Linked DNA regions of Mus musculus: regions 2, 3 and 4 are each linked to region 1. Evidence: chromatin contacts called from public Hi-C and promoter capture Hi-C data. All regions are on one chromosome and are shown on one strand. The core of a region is the stretch at or near the end of the contact, and the rest is flanking DNA. Distances in the headings are between cores, read along the strand shown.

Region 1 (3,108 bases), core at 233-2,732:
CTTCAGGAAATGCTTTGACTTTGTTATGGTTTGGTTTTTAATTCATTTTTGGTCATTCTGGGTTCAGAAACCCTTCTACTGTTGCCAATTACATGGACACCCCCCCCCCCCCACACACACACACACAGGTGAATATGAAACCCTGTATGTGATCATGCCTACACATGAAGTGGGGAAAGGCACTTGATGGGTAAGTCTGGCAACCTGAGTGTGATCCCTGGCATCCACATAAGAGTAGAAAGAAAGAACCAAATCCACAAAGCTGTCCCTTGACCTCCACATGACACCATGACACCCCACACGCACATCATGCCCAGGCTCAATAATAAAATCAAAGCTTTAAGGGTAGCCTGGATATTATTAGCTTTCCTTTCTTCCCTCAAAGGTAAGATTTGAAATCTTTTTGTTGTTTAAATTGTGTGTGTGTGTTGCTGGGCCTTGAGTGTGCCTCTGAATTTCATTTCTGTAATCATGTATGAACTTGTGCTGGCCCTCAGTATACTCAGCATAGTTTTCTAGCATCCCCTTCAACGTCTACACGGGCTTTCTGGATTTTTGAATGCAGCTTCATCCTGACCTGTACTCTTCGTTTATGCTCAGGTACATGGGCTACCTCAGGCATTTTCCAGGACCCTGAGGCCAATCAACAGACTTCTTGAGAGCAACCTCCTTTCATCCACAGAAATGAAAACAGGGCTATGGCAGACAGCTCATGACTTTGTTGTTTTATTGAGACAGGGTCTCTCTCTCCAGCTGACCTAGAACTCCCAATTCTCCTGCCTCAGCTTCCCTGGTGCAGAGATTTAGACTTGTGCCACCATGCTGAGCTTGATTTGTTTTTGAAAGCTCAGCTTGAGTGCCAGTGAGGGTCTTGCTGTGTTGCCTAAGGCCTGCCTAGTTGGCTGTTCACCTCCGCCTCTCTTGTAGCTGGGATCATAGATTGCTCCATTTTGCTGGGCTACAGCTAACAGTTGCAACTTCTTTATGGAGGGAGCTCCCTTGGGGAAACCTGGAGCAGGTGGAAGCAGTGGCACTCACTGAGCAGGATGTCCAGCCTAGACAAGCTGTTCTTTTTCTGGTGACAAATGCTTCAGTGAGCAGTGACTCAACCCGTGGGCCTATGCGGTTTTGGATTGGCATGTGACCTCCTTCTCTCTGAAGGAGGCTGTTGAGACGGAAACCCGGATGTGTTCCTGCAGATTGACAGTGGCTGAGGGTTGGAATTGATCTGTGTGTGTTGGGATTGATCTGTGTGTGACAGTCAAAGCAACCTGTAGCTTAAGGGTGAAAGGCATGCCCTTAGGAGCCTGCTTCCATTTTCAGTACCCACTGGACTCATGTGTGCCTCAGTTCCCTCTTCTGTGAAATGTACCTCTTTCACAGAGATACCGTGATGATTTCCTCGCTCCAGAAAAGCTCTCATGGCCTGGCTTATTGAGAGCACTAACGCAGGGGTAGGGGTGTGGCTAGATGGTTGAGCACAAGGCCCTGAGTTTGGGCGGGGGTGGGGGTGGGGCGAGCTAATGAACTAATAATGCAAAGGAATGGGAAGGAGTGGGAATGGATGGAAAAGTTTAAAGGGGGTCTGGGGGTAGGTGAACACTGAGGTCAGCCTAAGTTTTTGAAGTGAGGTCAGCAGCCCGGCATGTCTTGTTTTTTTTGGTTTGTTTGGTTTGTTTTGTTGTCCACAAACCCCCCCCCCCCCACTTGCAGACTTTCCCACGCCGCTGCCAAGAGGGTGGGGAGCAGTCGCGCAAGTGGAGGGGAAGCAGCAAAACCCGTGGCGCGGGTCGGGCCAGGTCGCGATGGAGGAGCTGCGACTGCGGGCTGCCGGGCGCGCAGAGAGCGCATTGTGCGGGAGCGCTGAATGGAACAGGGCTATGTGCGGGCGGGCTTGCACGGATTAGCTTGCTTTCCCATGAACTACAAAAGAATGCTCGAATCTGGGGCATTTGTCATCAAGGGGCAGGCTGCGCAGGATGCAAGGTAACCGGAGCTTTTCCCGGGCTGCCGCAGTCTTTGGGGACGCGGGTCACTCTAATCCTTCCTGTTTATATTGTGAACGCGTCGCAGCGAGGCTTAAGCAGGGCCGTGGTAAATACGCATCGCAACGCGGGCATTCCTAAACAGCTACGTCCTGGGCTTGCTTTTCATTTGTAGTCTGAGGAAGGGGCACTGTTGCCTCCCATGTATTCGGTCCCAGCCCAGAGCGGCTGAGCAGCTGACACAGAAGCGCATCGAGGCAGCTTTTCTGCACACAGAACCGGCTTTGGCCCTTGAATAGTCCTCTGAGTTTACACAGTTGCTTCCCTGGTTTAGTCCTTCCAGGACTGAGGATTTCAGAAGATTGTAATATGAAACTACCTAGACACGGCTAATTTAACAGCGAGTTGTTAGAAGAAGTAAAAAAAACAAAACAAAATACAACAACAACAACAAAAGAGAGTCTTCATGGTGTTTGTAGAAGCCAGGAGATAAACTGGTCATTGGTGGGACCTTGTTAAGAATCCCAAACAACACATTTCCCTTTTGCTGGAATTTGATCCCTCTCAAAACCTACTATCTCAGGCCTGTGAGTCTGGGCAATTAAATATTTGTAGATGGTGAAGTTTGAGGTAACCCTACTCCTAATTGAAGGCACAAAACACACCACCATGCTGGAATTGAGCCTGGAGCCAGAACTCGTGACTTCCTTTCTCCTGGCTTGGTGATGTCTTCCCACGCACAAAAAGACAGAGGGCTCTCGAAGGCCTATGGGCCCTGTCTAAGCTTGTTTGTTCTCAAAAAGAGGAGTGAAGGCATTTTTCCCGTTTTGTTCATTTATTTATTTTTTTGTTTGTTTGGGTTTTTTTGTTTTTTGTTTTTGTTTGTTTGTTTGTTTGTTTGTTTGTTTTTTCGAGACAGGGTTTCTCTGTATAGCCCTGGCTGTCCTGGAACTCACTCTGTAGACCAGGCTGGCCTCGAACTCAGAAATCTGCCTGCCTCTGCCTCCCGAGTGCTGGGATTAAAGGCGTGCGCCACCACGCCCGGCTTATACATTTATTATTTAACTCTACAACCATTTAAAAGTGGTTAAAAGAGTCTGAGACTCATGTTAGGATTAGGAAA
Region 2 (3,108 bases), core at 446-2,945, 410 kb after region 1:
CCATAAACCTTTGACTCTAGTGTTCTTTGGCCCAGGGAAGTTATGGGTTAGCAAGATCAAGATCACTCACACTCTCTGTAGATGTGGAGACAGTCCAGTGTTGATGGTAGGATCTGAGATGTACTATGTTCTCCTGTACAGGGCCCCTGCACCAGTGACTAGAAACTCCTCCATCTTTAAAGTCACCTTTCCATGAGGCAGGGAGAGATGTCAGTGAGGAGGCCTGAGGAGTGTTAAGTGTCATGGCCGGCTGGCGGATTGCATTTTCCAAGTTGGTGACTACAAGGGATGTTTGTAGATGGCAGGGGAGGGATCCTGAGCACAATTGCTCCATACTGGAAGGAATTCTGATCAGCTAGGCACCAAGACACTACACACTGCCCCAGTAGTAGCCATAATTTAATTAGTGATTAATTAGATATGCATACTAGTCTCTCTGGGTTGAAGATTATATTACTTTAAATATTCTTTGTTTTTCTATATTACCTGAATTCTGGAAACAGGTGTTATTTTTAAAACAACCCACCCCTGTTTACTTGGGGGGGGGGAAGCAGCATGCAGCACACATGTGGAAGTCAGAGGACAACTTACAGGAGTCAGTTCTCACTTTTTAAAATTAACGTGGGTCCCAGGAATTGAACTCTGGTCTTCCGGCTTGGTGGCAAGTGTCTTTGTCCACTGAGCCATCCTGTCAGCTTAAGGGAATGTTTAGAGAGTCTATGCAAATGAGAGAAGTCTCTTTAATCATCACAGAAGGAAGGAAAGATAATGAAGAGATGCTGTCCCCAGCTCATGACTCCCCAGCAGACACTGGAGAGAGTTATTTAAGGATTATACTTCCAAACTTGAAAATCTGAAGAAGAAAAGTCATAACTGTCCTGATGGCTAATCTTCACTGTCAACTTCAATCTCCTAGGAGACACATCCCTGGGCATGTTGAGGGGGTGTTTCTAGAGGGGCTTAACGGAAGTGTGAAAACCACCCTGGTTGTGAGTGACATCATTCTACAGGGTGGGACCCAGACTGAAAGGAAAAAAAAAAAAAAAAAAAAAAAAAAAACAGCCTTGGCCCAGGCTTCCTGTCCATGCCATCAGGAGCTGCAGATGAATATTTCTCTTCCTACTTGCAAACTTTGTTTGATCGAGCCCTGCCCTGTTTCCAGGCCAGCCTCTTGTAGACAATGCCAGTGTTTGTTTTGGGCTTAGTTTTGCTATGGTATCTGAACAACCATTCTACAGCCATTCTCTTTCCTGGCTGAGACTCGCTTCTCTGTGTAGTTGTGCAACAGTGATGGTTGGTGGCTTGGTTTGAATCATATTCCTGAACAATTAAAAACCTCTTTCAATGGCTTTAGTAGCAGCGGCCTTCCATAGACTAGTGTCATTTTAGACCAGGCAGTGCTGGATTCCTTTGTCCCTGTGACAGCCCTTCTCAGTTCCAACTTGCAAAGGACACATGCAACACCAGATCCCTGACCTTACGTTCCCCTTGAAGCAATGTTTGTAGAAAAACAAGTTTAGTGGTTGATAGTCTGGGTCACTTACCTGTATGGTTTCTCCCTGACACCAATTTCTGCCCTTACGTTCTATGCGCAGCTATGCTTTCTGTTAGAGACGTTCAAAACAGGCTTTCTCTAAGCCTGAACAGCACTGCTTAGCACAACTTTCCACTCCACCGTGCATCATAATCCCCTTTGAGTGATGTAAAGGGATCAGGTCTCACAGCTCTGCCTTGTACTTTTCACAGCATGCCCCACACAGAGGTGGCTCAATTTCTTGCTGCCCTCAGAGGAAAACTTCTTTGAAGAAGGAGGCCCCTGCCCACTGCTGCCCAAGCCAAGCCGGTAATGCAGCAAGGCTCTTACTGCCTGGGCCTCTCTCCTCTCACTCCGTGGCTACATGGCTAAATGAGAGGATTGCTTTTGCTTTTTGTTTGTTTGCTTGGTTGGTTAGTTGGTTGGTGGGTTGGATGGTTGATTGGTAGGTTGGTTAATTGGTTTGGTTTGGTTTGGATTTTCAAAACAGGATTTCCTCTGTGTTATCCTGGGTGTCCTAGAACTCACTCCATAGACAAGGCTGGCCTCGGATTCAGATATCTGCTTCCTAAGTGCTGAGATTAAAGGCACAAGCCATCACTACCTGGCACATTTTGAATAGGTGCTTACAACTTACAACTTTATGGTTGGAATTCTTTGCAAAGCTAGGAATTCTTCCCCCCAACTCGACTCAGGTGTTAGGTATGTGTATATATCTGCGTGCGGGTATGTGTACATGAGACCTGCTGCCATGCTTCCTGCCATGAAAGCTAGCAAATCCCCTGGAGTTGGAGGTTCAGGAAGTTTTAGCTGCCTGAGTACTGGGAACTGAACTTCGTCCTCTGAAAAAACAGCAAGCTCTTGAAACCGTTAAGCTATGTCTCTGCCCCTAAAAATTATTTTAGAATGTGAACAGTGGTCTACTTGGGATGTTTTGAATATTTTTTTTCTCAGTATTTTATAAAAGTTTGGTATACCCAGCTGCAGAGCAACCCTGCAGCCACGGGGCTAAGCAGGTCTAACACCCCTATGCTGTCTCTATGTTGTCATGTGACTATGTTACCCTGAATGTCCTGAATACAGACACAGCTCTTCCAAGGAGAAAGGGCTTTACAAAATGTATCTAGAAAGTCAACAGGTACTATCTACACACAGCTGATAACCCTACACAGCTGATTGCTATGGTTTGGATGTAATCAGTCACCAAAGGGTTTCAGGTGTTAGAAGGTGTTGGGAACACTAAACATTAAGATTAACTATTAATATATGGTAACTATTAATATATTAATATTCTATAATATTAATAACTATTAAATATTAAGATTAAGAATTACAATAACTGTGGCAATGTAGAAATTATCTCACAACATTAAAAAAAAACAAAACCAAAGATTATTTTCTAGAAAATAAATAATGCCGCTTTAGATATATAAATTATGGATGCCTTTTCTATTATAGCATTATTTTTCTGAGCATATTATGTTTTCAGTTTAAAAAAAAATGTTTTATGATGTCCAAGTCAGCTATCCATTACTATAACAAAGTCTGAGATAATCAACTTATAAGAATTGTAT
Region 3 (3,108 bases), core at 164-2,663, 360 kb after region 1:
TTTTCATGCTGGGAACTCAAATCTGAGTAGTTATGACAAAGACATTTTCATCTCAAATTGTTATGTAAGGTATGGCTTTCAAAACCCCAAATATTGACTATCTGGCTCTTTCTAGAAAACATCCCCAGGCCATGCTGTGAAACCCATTCCATCCTAAAGGCCCGAATTGAGGTTAAATGCTGAAAATTATCCTTTCAGCTTGAGAGTCAGTAAGGTTTACAAGGCCTGGTAGTTGTGGTTGAGATGAGAAGGAACCTGGAGGTTAGAAGCAGAGACAGCTCTGGGTGGCGGCCTCTGGCCTGACTATAAAAACAAAACTGAAGGCTAACTTAAGGCATGTTTTTAAGTAAATAAGACCAACTAGGGATGCAGCTTCGTGGTAGAGCATCTGCCTACCTGAGTTCCAGTCCCAGCCAAGCAATAGTCCATTAACTAATTAAGTTAAAATAAAGTGAAAGGTATTTTCAAATTCAAGACAGCAGAAGTGGGATAGGAAGCAGAAGTAATGGGCTGTGCTCCGGTCCCTAATCTGCCACCAATTAGGTGTATAATTGGCGCAATCACTTCATTTCCTTGAGCTGTTACTTTATTTACAAAATAAGAGGCTCCTCCATTTATTGAAATTCACGGGCTCCTCCTGTGGGGAGCTTGCCACTTCAGACCGGGACATTTTGGGCTCTGGAGTAAGAGCCTATCTTATCTCAGGATCTCAAGGTGAAATAAAACATTCAGTGATGCCCTAGGTAGTCCAGCAGGGTTGTGAGGAAGAACTGAAAATTCAGAGTACTGTTGGCTCTACCGCGTCTTAGTGATATTCACCATGGTCGTAATTTATCACCATCTTGCCTTCCAAATAGATAGATTAGTGTAAGCCTGTCCACCCAGCGAGCTTCTCCCATCTGCAGAGGGAGGAGGCAGCGGGACAGCTGCGGATGGGACCGTCAGCTCAAATTATGTAACAGTAGCGGAGAAAGGCAGAGGCTTTCTCAATTTAGGCTTCTTGAGACTAGCGTTACCACGAGTTTCTCTACCCTAAACTCTCACCACACACAGCAAAGATGGCTTTGTCCCCAGGGCAGTTAATCCACGTAGCAAAGGGATCCCATAGGCATTGCCAGAGATCTTGGGGTAATTGAGACCCGACAGCAGATAAATCCTGCAGAATCAGGACCACTTTCTCTCTCCAAAGCCCTAAAGTGAGGAGCGGCTTTCCAAAAGCTCAAGCTTCTAAGCTTGTTTATCCCCGTTTGTGGCCGACGAGTCCTCCGTCCTGGACTACAGAGCCCTGCTCCCCCCTCCTCCCCTTAGTACTCATTCAGAGAAGTGACCCCAGTTGGCAGCCCAAGCTGCATAGACTGCAGTCAAATAACACCCAGATGAAACTGCAGCTGATGGCTGGCCTTTTCCATCAGTGGCTGCTGTGTGCAGCTCTCTCCTGGCCTCCTGAGGTTCAAATGCCCGCCTGATTTTGCCCTGGAAGCATCCCAGCCCAAACATGGAACAAAAGTTCCCTCTGACAAGCCTGTTTGGATTCCAAAGTATGTTTTTATGCTTGCTGGCAAATAGAACCATCACCAGCAACAATAACAACACTGTCTCCCCTCACTGAAGCGACTTCATTTCTTCACATTTGTTCCAGAGCTGGACAGATGAATAATGTTCGCTAAGGGGCTGGCCCAAGTCCTGACCTCCTGCCTCCAAGAGCAAACAGAAGTGACACACAGGCTTATCTGAACTTTCAGTTGCTTGATTCAAAACAGAAAGAGAGAAAAGTTGCTATTTAACCTATGTAGCCACCTAAGGGCTTTTGTTTTGTTTTTCCTTTATTCCTTAGTTGTTTATTATTATTATTATTATTATTATTATTATTATTATTATTATTATTGTTATTATTTATTCATAGCTTTCATTTGTCTTCTTCAGCAAAAGAGGACCTTACTACTGGTGCCCCAATGAAGCCAGTTTCTCAAAGACCGAGATTAACCTGACATCTTGTGGCCATACTGGGTATATACAAGTCTAGACAAACCAGCCCCTTATAAAATTAGGGAAGGGATACAGAAAATGTTTGAAAGGGTCTTCAAAAATATTTCCCGTGGTGTTTTATTTAAGACATCTCAGGAAGTCATGTAGTATGTCTTGGGAAAACCACACACAGGACGATATTTAAGTACCAAGTAACTACTTGTCTCTCTCTCTCTCTCTCTCTCTCTCTCTCGCTTGAACAGATCACTTCACTCTAATGATTGGCTTCTCATCTGTAAAATAGAGTTCATGATAAATATTATTATACTTTTCTGAGGCTTATATAAGATAAAGCAAATCAAATGACTGTTAACGATTGAGGGTAGCTTAGTGCTAGAGGCCAGGCTTGGCATGCAGGAGGTCTTGTGTTCAGTTTCAATACCAAAACCAAACCAAAATAATAACATTTAAACGTTACATACACTATGAGAACACTAAGGATTCCTAGAAGTAGAGTCTAAACTCATACTTGGTTAAATTTCTTCAAAAACCCAAAACCTGTTTTGATGCCTAACCCCAATATAGCATAAAGCCCTGGCCTCAGAATAGATAAAGAGAACAAATCCACACAGTCATATGCTTTCCTAAATATACCCACTGCCAAATTCTCTCTCGTGTTTTTTGTGATGTAAGTACAGCCATTTTCTTTGGTCTTTCCACTTAGGGCCATCAAGTGAACCGTGAGGAAGGGGTAGGAGTCTTGAGGAGTTAAATCATCACAGATCACGTGGTGCCTGACTGGCGGTGGGGCTTGAGAACCTGTGCCTTCTGTTTACAGTGCTGGGAGGAAGGTCTTGGTGTGATTGTGATGTTAGAGATCAAACCTTTGTCTTGATTTATTTTTAAAGATGTATCCATTTTTTTTTATTTATATGAGTACACAGTAGCTGTCTTCAGACACACCAAAAGAGTGCATCGGATCCCATTACAGATGGTTGTGAGCCACCATGTGGGTGCTGGGAATTGAACTCAGGAGCTCTGGAAGAGCAGTCAGTGTTCCTAACAGCTGAGCCATCTCTCCAGACCTAAACCTTTTGTTTTGTAAGTGTACCAAGTGCTAAACATGTTCTCTATCACTAGGTC
Region 4 (3,108 bases), core at 167-2,666, 320 kb after region 1:
ACAATTCAAATGATGTATAGCAGCCGTCTTATTTATTCATTAGGTTAGCCAATATTTATTTCTTAATCCAATCGCCCAAGTCTTACTACCTTATTCAATATCCTCAATTTACAGATGAAAAATTGAGGTTCAGAGAATTATATAATTTGTCAGAGTACAGTAGCAGCAGGATCTGAACCCAGAACACAGAGGTGGGCCTCAACGTGAATACTTTAGTTGGAATTCCAGTGGGTTCTCCACATTGTCCCAAAGCAACCAGCTTGGCCAGAGCAGAGGTGTGTGTGTGTGGACTTGATACCTGACCACAACATGCTACGAGGTGAAACTTGAATTTTCTGTTCCCTGAAGCTCCCACTTTTCTTTCCTGTTCACTGAAAACAAAATGAAATTAACATCATAATGCAAGAAATCGAGTCACATGGGTGTGGATCAATCTTCATTCCTGCCTTTGTCACATCAAAAAATTACAGAGGCTATACCCACCAGCGCCATTGTTCTCCTGGTCTCACGTCATCTCCAACGTCAGCCCTGTCACCACTCAAGGTGCCACTTCCTTAGTCCTATACAAAATGCAATTTTCACTTGCTCCTGGAAAATCAATATGGAAAGGCTCTAATTCTCCAGATTTCGATTTTTCAATAAAAATGTGAAAATGAAACTCCACAGGACTGCAGCCAAAATGGTGCCCCTGAGCCACTGTCACTCTGGAGGGAAACTCAGCAAGGGTTTTAGAGGAGAAGACCAACTTCCCCATGGCTCCTTCCATGACTCACTGGATAAGAAAGGAAGAAAGCACGGACAGGACTCATCTGTGCTAGTTTTAGACGGGTCCCTTCAAAGAAAGACTTCTTGACTCGGAATGGTACTGTGTTTGCAATCCCAGCATTTGGGAGGCTGAGGCAGGAGAATTGCTGGGAGTGAAGGCAAGCTTGGGAGCCTGGGTTACAAGTGTGAGGTTCTGTCTCAAAAAGAAAAAGGAGAGGAGGAGAGAAGGGACTGGGAAGGAGGGAGAAAGGAGGGATAAAGGAGGGGGAGAGGGGAGGGGAAGGGAGGGGAGGAAAGGGGGGAAGGGAGGGGAAGAAAGGGGAGGGGAAGGGAGGGGAGGAAAGGAGAGGAAAGGGGAGGGAAGGGGAGGAAAGGAGAGGGGAGGAGGGGAGAGCATTGGAACCTTCTGACTCACCAACTCTGCTTTCCACTTAGAAGCTCTGGGTTTGATTTCCTCACCCAGGAACAAGAGCGGGAGGAGGACAGGAGTTGGTCAGGTGAGTTCTGGGAGTGGATAGAAGTCCTCAAAGGAAGCATCCCTGGAGAGGCTCCTTAAGGTGCCTGGCTCACTGCAGGCACTCCCTAGGGTGAGCTTCCTGCATGCCTGCTTCTGCCTCTGTCCCTATCCCTCAGGCTGAACAGCTGCTGTGCCCTTTTGGAACATAGCGTTGTCAGTGGAGGGCCACTGTGAACTCTTCAGTTACTACCCAGGACCTCCTAATCCAACCAGCAGAGTGTCACACTTATGGAAATGTCACCAACAGTCCCCAGGCTCTGCCACAAGAGACCCTTCAGAACAAAGCTCCCAGGATTCCACATCACTTCTCTCCACTGCTGTGTTGACACTGAACTCAGTGGGAAGAGGAGAAGCCTCTACTGAGACCTTGCCCTGTATGTAACACGAGCTCGTGAATGTCTGTGGACGGTTCTGCCTGAGCCAAGGGCAGCAGGCAGCACCAGCCTCAGAAGGGTGAGTCTCAGCCGGTTCACTGCCACGTGATCCTGGGTGGGTCACGTAGCTTCTGGGTACTTCACTGTTCTCAGCTGTTAAACAGGTTAATAATAGAGAGGCACACTTTGACCCAGCAGCATGGCCTGGCAAAGGGAAGCCGATTCAGTGATGGGACAAATGGACAGGGAACTGAGGACTTTGAGGGAACAGAACAAGAAATCCGCGGAGCAGTGAACTTTTCTGTCAAGCCTCTGAGAGGCCTAAAACCAAAGGAGATGTTTAAGACCGCAGCACCAGCTTTAGGCTCTGTCTTGTCTCTGCCCAACACCCTCCATTTTGGCTCTCTTTCTTCCCTCAGCTCTTCCCTTCCTCTCCTTCCTGCGCGCCTTTCTCCGGTGCTGTATGGAACTCAGCCTCACTCAAGCTAACCAAGGGCCCACCACTGAGCTAGCCTCAGCCCATAGGACTAGTTTTCCTATCACTTCCCAATAACTTTTAAACCAGAACCCAGAGCTTTGATGGCAGGCAGGCTGAGGAGAGGGAGGGCATGCAAGCACAGGTTGGCTGTCTACGGATCCACACATAGTATGAATCGGTGCCAGGAGAACACATGGGGAGCCACCAGCTGTTGGGCTCTCTTGGTCCATGTCTGCTCCAGCAGGCTCATGACACTTCCAGGAAGTCAGGCTGACTGGAACAGAACCACCAGAAGGAATAGAAGACCTAGAGGCTAGCTTAGAGTCCCGGGAGTCAGGGCTGTGGTGCAATTCACAGGGTTGAGTACTTGTCTAACATGCACAAGGCTGCAGGTTTCAAACTGAGAAAGGAATGGGAACTACCTCAGGGCTGCATCCTAAGAGGATTTTACAAGGAGTTACAAGATCTAACAACAGGCTGTGTGTATGGGGTGAAAGGATACAGACACAGAAGAAAAGTTACCAAGTGAGGTTTTGGGGTTTTTTTTTTTAATAGCACATAATTTAAAAGAGAACAAAAAAAAATCAATGTTATCTGAAAGACGGTAAAACTGCTCAGGGTTTCCTCCTTTGCGTAACAGTGATTCTATTTCTAAACCCTGTGTAAATCTAATATCCTCCCTAAACAGTATCCAGCCAATGGCCTTGGAAAGCAGAACTTGCCCTCAGCAACAATGGGAGCTTTGAGCGTCAATGGTAAGTCCCCATGAGTCATAGGGGCTTGTCCCCCTGTATAGCCAGAGTTAAGTGCCTTTCCTCCCTCTCTCTCCCCACCTTAATGATAAAGAATGAACTTGAGATGTGGCCTGGCTTGTACTCAGGGTAACAGGAAGCTCTCATTATTGAAGACCTAAAACTCTGCACTGGCTGTGTCTTATTTTTATTGCAGCATCGATCCTTAACAAAACCATCAGT

Evidence for each region. Promoter capture Hi-C pulls out the DNA fragments that hold promoters and counts their contacts. Hi-C and Micro-C count contacts between places; a contact is called where the count stands out from the background.
Region 2: a contact with region 1 is called in a promoter capture Hi-C map of cranial neural crest. The contact joins the promoter of 1700016C15Rik here to the enhancer-like site in region 1. A contact is called at or near these places in 1 of 39 promoter capture datasets (cranial neural crest), 1 of 484 Hi-C or Micro-C datasets (nephron progenitors), 4 of 115 datasets of contacts at active chromatin or transcription factors (astrocytes, bone marrow-derived macrophages, large pre-B cells and 1 more) and 4 of 9 other capture datasets (adipose tissue, embryonic stem cells, liver and 1 more).
Region 3: a Hi-C map of cerebral cortex shows a contact between it and region 1, with 2.8 times the contacts expected there. The contact joins two enhancer-like sites. A contact is called at or near these places in 1 of 15 datasets of contacts at CTCF or cohesin (pro-B cells), 7 of 484 Hi-C or Micro-C datasets (bone marrow-derived macrophages, cerebellar granule neurons, cerebral cortex and 4 more), 9 of 115 datasets of contacts at active chromatin or transcription factors (astrocytes, bone marrow-derived macrophages, craniofacial prominence and 5 more) and 1 of 9 other capture datasets (embryonic stem cells).
Region 4: a contact with region 1 is called in a Hi-C map of the N1E-115 cell line, with 2.3 times the contacts expected there. The contact joins the promoter of 2310043L19Rik here to the enhancer-like site in region 1. A contact is called at or near these places in 1 of 484 Hi-C or Micro-C datasets (the N1E-115 cell line) and 5 of 115 datasets of contacts at active chromatin or transcription factors (astrocytes, double positive thymocytes, embryonic midbrain and 2 more).

What each region holds. Positions count from the first base shown.
Region 1 is chr1:177,320,994-177,324,101 of GRCm38.p6, forward strand. The region is part of intron 6 of Gm36904 (a long non-coding RNA gene); the gene reads left to right. Among named protein-coding and RNA genes, the nearest start is that of Gm36904, 65 kb to the left of the region's middle. Within about 2 kb of position 1,483, at least 142 of the 459 cell types and tissues checked have an H3K27ac peak or open chromatin away from gene starts, as enhancers often do. A contact at or near this core is called in the N1E-115 cell line, bone marrow-derived macrophages, cerebral cortex and 4 more, where this site is marked.
Region 2 is chr1:177,728,119-177,731,226 of GRCm38.p6, forward strand. 1700016C15Rik (RIKEN cDNA 1700016C15 gene) reads left to right here and starts at 1,696. Exons shown (of 6, transcript NM_027077.2): 1 at 1,696-1,843. Gm30115 (a long non-coding RNA gene) reads right to left here and starts at 1,957. Exons shown (of 5, transcript XR_373742.2): 1 at 1,545-1,957.
Region 3 is chr1:177,683,123-177,686,230 of GRCm38.p6, forward strand. No RefSeq gene overlaps it. Among named protein-coding and RNA genes, the nearest start is that of 2310043L19Rik, 42 kb to the left of the region's middle. Within about 2 kb of position 1,414, at least 46 of the 459 cell types and tissues checked have an H3K27ac peak or open chromatin away from gene starts, as enhancers often do. A contact at or near this core is called in cerebral cortex, muscle stem cells and stem cell-derived neural progenitor cells, where this site is marked.
Region 4 is chr1:177,641,527-177,644,634 of GRCm38.p6, forward strand. It overlaps 2310043L19Rik (RIKEN cDNA 2310043L19 gene), which reads right to left and starts at 1,417. Exons shown (of 3, transcript NR_037994.1): 1 at 1,181-1,417; 2 at 484-588; 3 at 16-371.